Regions from separate parts of the Mus musculus genome. Here region 2 is linked to region 1. A link is a contact called in public HiChIP or PLAC-seq data. All regions are on one chromosome and are shown on one strand. The core of a region is the stretch at or near the end of the contact, and the rest is flanking DNA. Distances in the headings are between cores, read along the strand shown. Region 1 holds the start of Znfx1 (zinc finger, NFX1-type containing 1). Region 2 has its middle 34 kb from the start of B4galt5.

Region 1 (3,833 bases), core at 1,025-3,524:
CCAGGCATTCTTAGGACACAGCAGTGGACAGGTTCCCTGCTCCCTCCTGCTAGACAGCAAGTGAGCTCTTAGCCTTCTTTCCTCTCAACCAGCTAGCAATTCTTGCCTTGCTTCTGTCTTGAGGATTTCTGATGCTGGGTGAAGAGGAAGCCCCTTCAGGGAACTTCTCAATATAACTCAGGCATAGCCTGTGGATGCAGGGGGGCAGGGTGGTGGTGACTCAGTTCTCAGCTAAAGGATTTTTGAGACTGTCCTCACAGTTTTAAAATATTCATAGTTGGAAACTGTGAATAGATTTGGCATTGTATGAGAGGTGGCTTTTATTCTTATCAGAAAAAAAAAAAAAAAGAGTCCCTTTTCTTCCCACAGGGAATATTTTCTGTGGTGACTTTTCTCCTCATCTTACCAAACCCTGTTCTTATGATGCAGGCTCAATGGTTAGTGTTTGTTTTAAGAAAAATTTTCTGAGGAAAATCCCTTCTTCCTCATTTTGAAAAAAAAATACTAAAATAGAATGCAGCAGCAGTGTAAAAGAAAACAGAAGCAAATAAGTGCTAGAGAAGGCGAGGGAAGAGTGGCAGGAGCAGGCGGGGAGGGCAAGTAAGGCAGGGAGGGCAAGCAAGGCAGGGAGGGCACCAGATCAGCAATGGTTAAGCTGTTGCAGGGATAACATTTAGAGACTTCTAATTACAGGGTAAGATGAAAGAGGATGGAGCAAGAGGTGGCAGCTGGGTTGTAGCTAGGTAAATTTCAAGTCCCGAGAGAAGTCGCCACACCATACATCCCTCAGAGAAACACTGTAAGGTTACAGAAAGCAGGAGAGATCTGGGGGGGACTCAGAGGTAGGGCAGGGCCTAGGGATGGGGAGCCCAGGGTGGTTGTGGAACAAGTGGGTATAGCAATAGGTGAGAAATGGAGAGAGTGGGGCTCCAGGGACCGGGAGCAGAGGCAGGACAACTACGCACAGGGGATGACTGGGTGCTGAGATGAAGGGGCACTAGAGGTGGGGTGTGATCAGGGTGGTGACAGATGAACTGAAGAGAGTCGAAGCAGGTAATGGCAGTGCCCGCGGCTCAGGATACGCTGGGTACTGAGGGAGGAGACACCGACTCTGGAGGTGATGGGGGCTGCTAAGGAGAGGAGACAGGGACTCTGGGGAGTGATGGTGAGGCTAATGGAAGGGAACAGGGATTTAGGGGTGATGGGGCTGCTGAGGAGAGGAAACAGGGACTGGGAAATGGGGCTGCTGATAACCAGGTAGACTTAACTCAGGGAACGATGGAGGGTGACGGTGGAGGTGGGAGGACAGGACTCTGGGGGTGGTAAGGAGTGGAAAAAGATCCTAGGGGTGATGGGAGATTCCAAATACTCCGGAGATGATAGGGGAACTGAGGGACTCTGGGGGCTATAGGGAAACTAAGAGAAAGGGGCAGGGACTCTGGGGGCTATAGGGAAACTGAAGAAGCAGACAGGGACTTCGGGGACTATAGGGGGGGCTGAGAGAAAGAGAACAGGGACTCCGGAGGCTACAGGATAATTGAGGGAAGAGGACAGGGACTCCGGAGGCTACAGGATAATTGAGGGAAGGGGACAGGGACTCCGGGGGTATAGGGAAACTGAGGGAAAGGGACAGGGACTCTGGAGGCTATAGGAAAACTAAGGGAAGGGGACATGGACTCTGGGGACTATAGGAGAACTGAGGGAAGGGGACAGGGACTCCGGGGGTGGTGGGGGCGCTGAGTGGGGCAGATAGGGACTCCAAGGCTAACCTGACACCCGGCCGGAGGCAGAGCGGGACGCCGGCGGTCGCAGCGCCGCAGAAGCAGGTGCGTGATAGGGCGGAGGCCACTCACCGGCTCGGGCGCGTCCTCCGCAGGGCTAGAGCTCAGCCCCGGCCCTGGCAGGTCGCGGCCCCGCCCGGCACCGCGAACTTTCGGTTTCCAGTCCCTGCAGCCCCTGGGCGGGGCGAGTAGCCTAGTGGGCGGCCCGGAGGAAGAGGAGGCCGCGCAGGACGAGGAGGCGGTGCCGCGGGCTCCAGCGAGAGGCCGGGCTCGCCTGCGCCCCCGCCCTCGGGGCGGGCGGAAGGGCGGCGTCGCCTCAGCGCCCGCGGTAGCGGCGGCGGCTGGACTGGCGGCTCCCCGCGGGCGCGGCGGAGGGGAGGGCGCGGCGGGGGGCGGGTTGACTGCGCCCCGGGCGGCCGCAGGTCTCGGCTGGCCCCGGAGCCAGGGGGACGCGGCGGGCGGCTCGTGCGTGCCAAGCGCGACATGGCGCGGAAGCCGAGAAGCCCCGGAGGCCCAGTGAGCACGGGGAGGGGCTAGACACTGGCTGGACAACCATTAGCTAGCTGGGGCCGGGCGGCTCGGGGACTACATTTCCCAGGACGCCAAGCGGTCGCGCCCGGAAGCGACGCGCCATGGGCACAGTGCGCAGGCGCACGCGCCGCCAAGGTCTATATAAGGAAGGTTCGCCGCCGCTCTCGTCCTTTCGTTCCGGCGGCTCCTAGAGCGTTTGCTTTGTTCCCGATATGTCTCGTCCCTCCGGGGTTAACTTGCAGATGGTGAGTTGAGTCCACACAGCACAAGTTTTTTTTTTGTTAACCTCTTATCAAGTTTAGTCGCTGTAACCGCTCCTAGTCTCCAAGTGTTGCTTATGGAGCGCGATCCCCAGGTTGACCTTCGAAGACGTGATTCAAGTGGAAAAGACGCCTTCTGCTTTGGCCTGGGAAGCTTTTTGCTGGTGTAAATGATGAACTCACTTTTTTCCCCGTCATATCGACAGTGCTGATGTTTTAAAACATTTGCCAGTTTGTCCTGATAAACACCAGCCTTCGAGGACCCTGGTCTTCTTTGTTCCTGGTCGAGGATATAGGTGGTGATGGACGCTTTTGTTTTGTAGGTTGACCTGACCAAGCAGGACAGCATGGAGGTTGGAGGGAGAGAAGGGCATCGAGGGAGATGAGAACTCACCTACCATCTGAAAGTCTTAAGGTATGCATTCGTCTAGTGGCCTAAAGTGGCAATCACGTGCTTTGAAGAGCCTTTAAGTGGGCAGTGATAGGGAATTTGATGCAAGAGTTACTGCTGAGGTTCGTTGTTTTAAAAGCCCCGAGGATTGAGCCTTATTATCAAAGTATACTAAAGTCTTTTAATTGTGTATCTGTACATACTGACACAGGAGATGCAGAGCCCTGTTGTTATTTAAAGTGTCCTGGTAGAACTGCCTGAGAAAAGGACTGATTAAGAAAATGGTCCCATTGAGATTAGTCTGTAACACATTTTCTTGGCTGTTGATATGGGAGCATTCAGCAGTTTGTGGGTGCAGTGTCTGAGCCGGGTTGAGATTTCTTTTGTATATGCGTGGTATTTAGAAAGGCAATGAAACATGTCTGCTAAAGTATTTGCAGGCTAGTGCTTTTCAAGATGTGACAATGGCTATCCTCCATTACTGTATTCTGATATCCACCCTGACCCACTCAGATAAAAATGTGAATATGCCCTAAATCAAGTAGGCCCGAGAAATGGCTTAGCAGTTAAGAGCACTGATGGCTCTTTCGAGGGGTCCTGAGTTAAATTTCTAGCAACCACATGGTGGCTCACAACCATCTATAATGGGGTCTGGTGCCCTCTTATGGTGTCTCTGAAGAGAACAATGGTGGTGTACTCGTGCATAAAATATATGAATAAATCTTACTCTTAAAAAAAGTAGGCCCGGGCTGGAGAGATGGCTCAGTGGGTAAGAGCACCCGACTGCTCTTCCGAAGGTCCAGAGTTCAAATCCCAGCAACCACATGGTGGCTCACAACCATCCTTAACGAGATCTGACTCCCTCTTCTG
Region 2 (3,530 bases), core at 888-3,387, 320 kb after region 1:
ACTCACATGCACACATGGGGACACACACATATGCACACATGTGCACACACACTCACATGTGCGAACACACATCCCCAAGTCAGTTTTGATGCCACTTAGGGTAGACTGGAAGTAAGATTTTCAGAGGGTGGCTAGTGGACCCCTTGGGGAGCTGCCACACACACAGATGGACGTCAGCAGTGAGCCACCAATGTCCTGTCACATGTTTCCGTATCCTCCCACTTGAAAATGTGGAACTTCTGTCAACCATGAACGCTGACCTGGGGCCTCCATCGTGCTGCTTAGTTCTGAAGCTTGGTGTTGACGGACAGAAGGCTTGGCTAATCTGAGTCCCTGGTTAAAATGCCATGTATGCACGGGCTTTCCAGAGGCACCCACACTTCCTTGTATAAGCCAGTGCATACCTGGCCCCGTAAAAGATGTGTCTTGTTTTAGATGTAAGGGACATTATTTTTCCTTAAAAACAATAATACCTCCTAAATTGGGCAGGGTAGCGCATTTGCACTCTGTTGCCCAAAGATAGCTTCTACCTCATCTACTTTATCTGAGTTTTCAACTCTGGGGAAGCAGATTTATAAAACAAATGCCCATAGCCTGTGTTGTGAAGCATACCTGTCATCTGGCACTTAGGAGGAAGGCACAGGGAGAGCTAGCATTCAGGCTAGCCTGGGCTACGTAACAAGACCTTATCTCTACGGAAAGAAAAGAGACAGAAAGGGAGAAGGGGAGGGAGTGGAAGCTAGGGAGCCAGCTCAGTGGGGAAGACCCTGGCTGTGCAAGCGCGTATACCTGAGTTCAAATTCCCAGCACACAATTCAAAAGCTGGCAATGGCCATGACCTCAGTTCTGGGCAGAGCAGAGACAGGGGGATTCTGGGGACTTAGTGGCTGCCAGCCTAGGCCCAGGTTCAGTGAGAGACTGTTTCGAAAGAGTGACAGTGCAGGACACCCCATTTCCTCCTCTGGCCGTGCTCAGAAGTGGTCAGATGCACTTACACAAACAAGCATGCACCCACACAGATGTACACACACGCCACGTGCACATATGCATGCACATGCCACATGCACGCAGGAGCAAAGATAGATAGATAGATAGATAGATAGATAGATAGATAGATAGATAGGCCTAAGTCCTGTCCCCAAAGCTTATGGCTGTGTGAGCCATCAGGCTGGTGCTGAGACTCTAACTTTTGAAGCATGCCCTTCCAACCCCCTGTCCATTAACATTTAAGTTTAAAGTGGCAGCAAGGATGGCTGTGAATTCTACCTAAGAGTAGGGGAGGGGGAGCAAAATAAAGGGCTGCTCTCTCCTTCCAGAGCACAGCCTCCCTCTCCTCAAACCTGGGGAAGGAGGACTTCTCATTCTTCCCAAAGACCCGGGAGCTGAGAAAGTAGAAGGCCGTGTGTCTGTCTAGGGATCACTTCACACCGTCCTCCCTCTCCTGGCTGCTAGGAGTTTCCAAAACAACAGAAGAAGCTAAAGGTGAGGCAGAATCACTCCCCAATTCAGAGACTGAAAAACCCACAGCTTCATGAGCAAGTAGGGGAGACAGGCCCGGGGACAGAAGAAAACAGATGGCTCTTAGCCCTCACCTCAGAAGGGAAGTTGAATTCTGGGTACGTAGTCTACGACAAGAGCCACCAAGAGCTGCTATCTCTTCTTCATCTCAGCACAGCCTCTTCTCTAGCTACAGGCCGGTGGACCTCTGTGTTCTAGCCAACATCCTAAACTCACTGTCATCTCCCCCAAGATGTTTATAGATGGAAACGATCATGTTAGCAAGGGGGGCGGGGAATGAAAGACGGCAGGAGGGGGAAACGACCATGTTAGCGGGGGTGGGGGGGGGGATGAAAGAAGGCAGGAGGGAGAAGAAAATGAAGATGCTTTAATGCTAGCACTCAGAAGGCTGAAAGTTCAAGGCCAGCCTGCAATACACAGCGAGTTCCTGTCAGCCAGAGCTACACAGTAAGACCCTGTCTAAAATATAAAGTCGCCTAGCACCCGAAGGAACTAGAAGACCAGCTAACTCCATACAAATTTAGCAAAAGAAATGATATCATACATTAGGTCATGGCAACCACAGGCCACCAGCCAGCAGGAACCAGTGGGCAGCCGCTGTCTACTAACGTCTCCAGAGCACGTCGACTTTGGTAGCAGGAGCGAACCTTCTGGTCATATCTGACCTGCTGTTCAGCAAAAGCCCCATGAGTCATTCCCCAAGGTCCCTGGGGAGGAAAAGGCATCAGATAAGGGACCCGTTCTGGGAAGATTTAAAACCTTGGCGCGTGGCCCTGGTTTCCGGGGAAAGTTATTGGCCTTCTAGGTGGGGTCACCTTGAACGCTCTGCCCCGTAGTCTCTTAATCATTCATTCACAGCTATTTATAGGTGTAGCATAATTCATTCATCCATCCGACACGTGATTCTTAGGAGGGGCAAAGTGACTTGCTTCATTTTCTAGTACAACCCAGGCTCTTCAGCTTGGTCTGTTTTCTGTAGTCACAGCTCCTAGTAGCCAACCGTCATCCAACGATATCAGACGGAAAATCCCGGAAATAAACAGTTCTTGAGCTTAATTTAGTTTGTGACCAAGTCTCTAACTACACCGTCCTACCTTGCTGGGAATTCACTGTATAGACCCAGCTAACCTCAGACTTACGGAGACCCACCCGCCTCTGCCTCCCGAGTGCCAGGACAGGTGCAATCCACATCAGGCCACAAGTTATAAGTTTTTTTTTCCCCCGTTTTTCCAGACAGGGTCTCTCTGTATAGCCCTGGCTGTCCTGGACTTTGCTCTGTAGAGCAGGCTGGCCTCTCTCTGCATCCCCAGTGCTAGGATTGAAGGTGGGTGCTACTACAGCCTGGCTCACAATAAGATTGAAAACGAGCACCATTGTCAAATAGCATGCTGATGTTTGGGATCTGTCTAGCACCATCTCCGTAGGAGGCCGCTCCTCCTCATGAGCAGGTGGCCTGCTGTACTACACATACCTACATAACATACTGCATACATTGCCCGTGGTCCTGTTCTAGGGGTGACTTAGGGACCATCTTGGGTACAGACCGACTCCTGGAGTCCCAGGCTGTTCTTAAGATCATTCTCCTCTGGGGTTTGCTCCCTTAGTGCCGCGCGGGGTCAGCAAAACGGACGAGAGGGCAGAGTGGTGTCTGTGGCTTCAGTGTCCATGAGGATTTTGCCACACGTGCCCCTCCCCCTGCCTGAATAAAAGCAGCTCATCTATAGACTTCTGTATGGTCAGCATGCATTAATATAGTCAATACTGCGCTTTGGTTGATAAGTGAGGTGTGTGTGTGGGGGGGCTAGAGGTTGATGTCTGGTGTCTTCCTTATTACTTCTCCACAAAATTATTACCATTACCCCACCACCATCATCATCACCACCACTATCATCACCATCATCATCACCACCATCAGCAGCATCACCACATTTTTTTGTTTTTTTTTCTGGTTTGTTTTGTTTTGCTTTTTGAGACAGGGTTTCTCTGTGTAGCCCTGGATGTCCTGGAACTCA

The links. HiChIP or PLAC-seq counts read pairs in DNA pulled down with a chosen protein or histone mark.
Region 2: an H3K27ac HiChIP or PLAC-seq map of bone marrow-derived dendritic cells shows a contact between it and region 1, with 2.9 times the contacts expected there. The contact joins the enhancer-like site here to the promoter of Znfx1 in region 1. A contact is called at or near these places in 8 of 39 promoter capture datasets (the 3T3-L1 cell line, the C10 cell line, the HPC-7 cell line and 4 more), 11 of 115 datasets of contacts at active chromatin or transcription factors (the 230-238 cell line, bone marrow-derived dendritic cells, bone marrow-derived macrophages and 6 more) and 3 of 9 other capture datasets (adipose tissue, macrophages and pancreatic islet).

Annotation. Positions count from the first base shown.
Region 1 is chr2:167,060,741-167,064,573 of GRCm38.p6, forward strand. It overlaps Znfx1 (zinc finger, NFX1-type containing 1), which reads right to left and starts at 2,275. Exons shown (of 14, transcript NM_001033196.2): 1 at 1,770-2,275. It overlaps Zfas1 (zinc finger, NFX1-type containing 1, antisense RNA 1), which reads left to right and starts at 2,194. Exons shown (of 5, transcript NR_138563.1): 1 at 2,194-2,557; 2 at 2,896-2,987. It overlaps LOC115486178 (a small nucleolar RNA gene), which reads left to right and starts at 2,733; the gene lies at 2,733-2,825.
Region 2 is chr2:167,381,609-167,385,138 of GRCm38.p6, forward strand. No RefSeq gene overlaps it. Among named protein-coding and RNA genes, the nearest start is that of B4galt5, 34 kb to the left of the region's middle. Within about 2 kb of position 2,138, at least 106 of the 459 cell types and tissues checked have an H3K27ac peak or open chromatin away from gene starts, as enhancers often do. A contact at or near this core is called in the 230-238 cell line, bone marrow-derived dendritic cells, bone marrow-derived macrophages and 3 more, where this site is marked.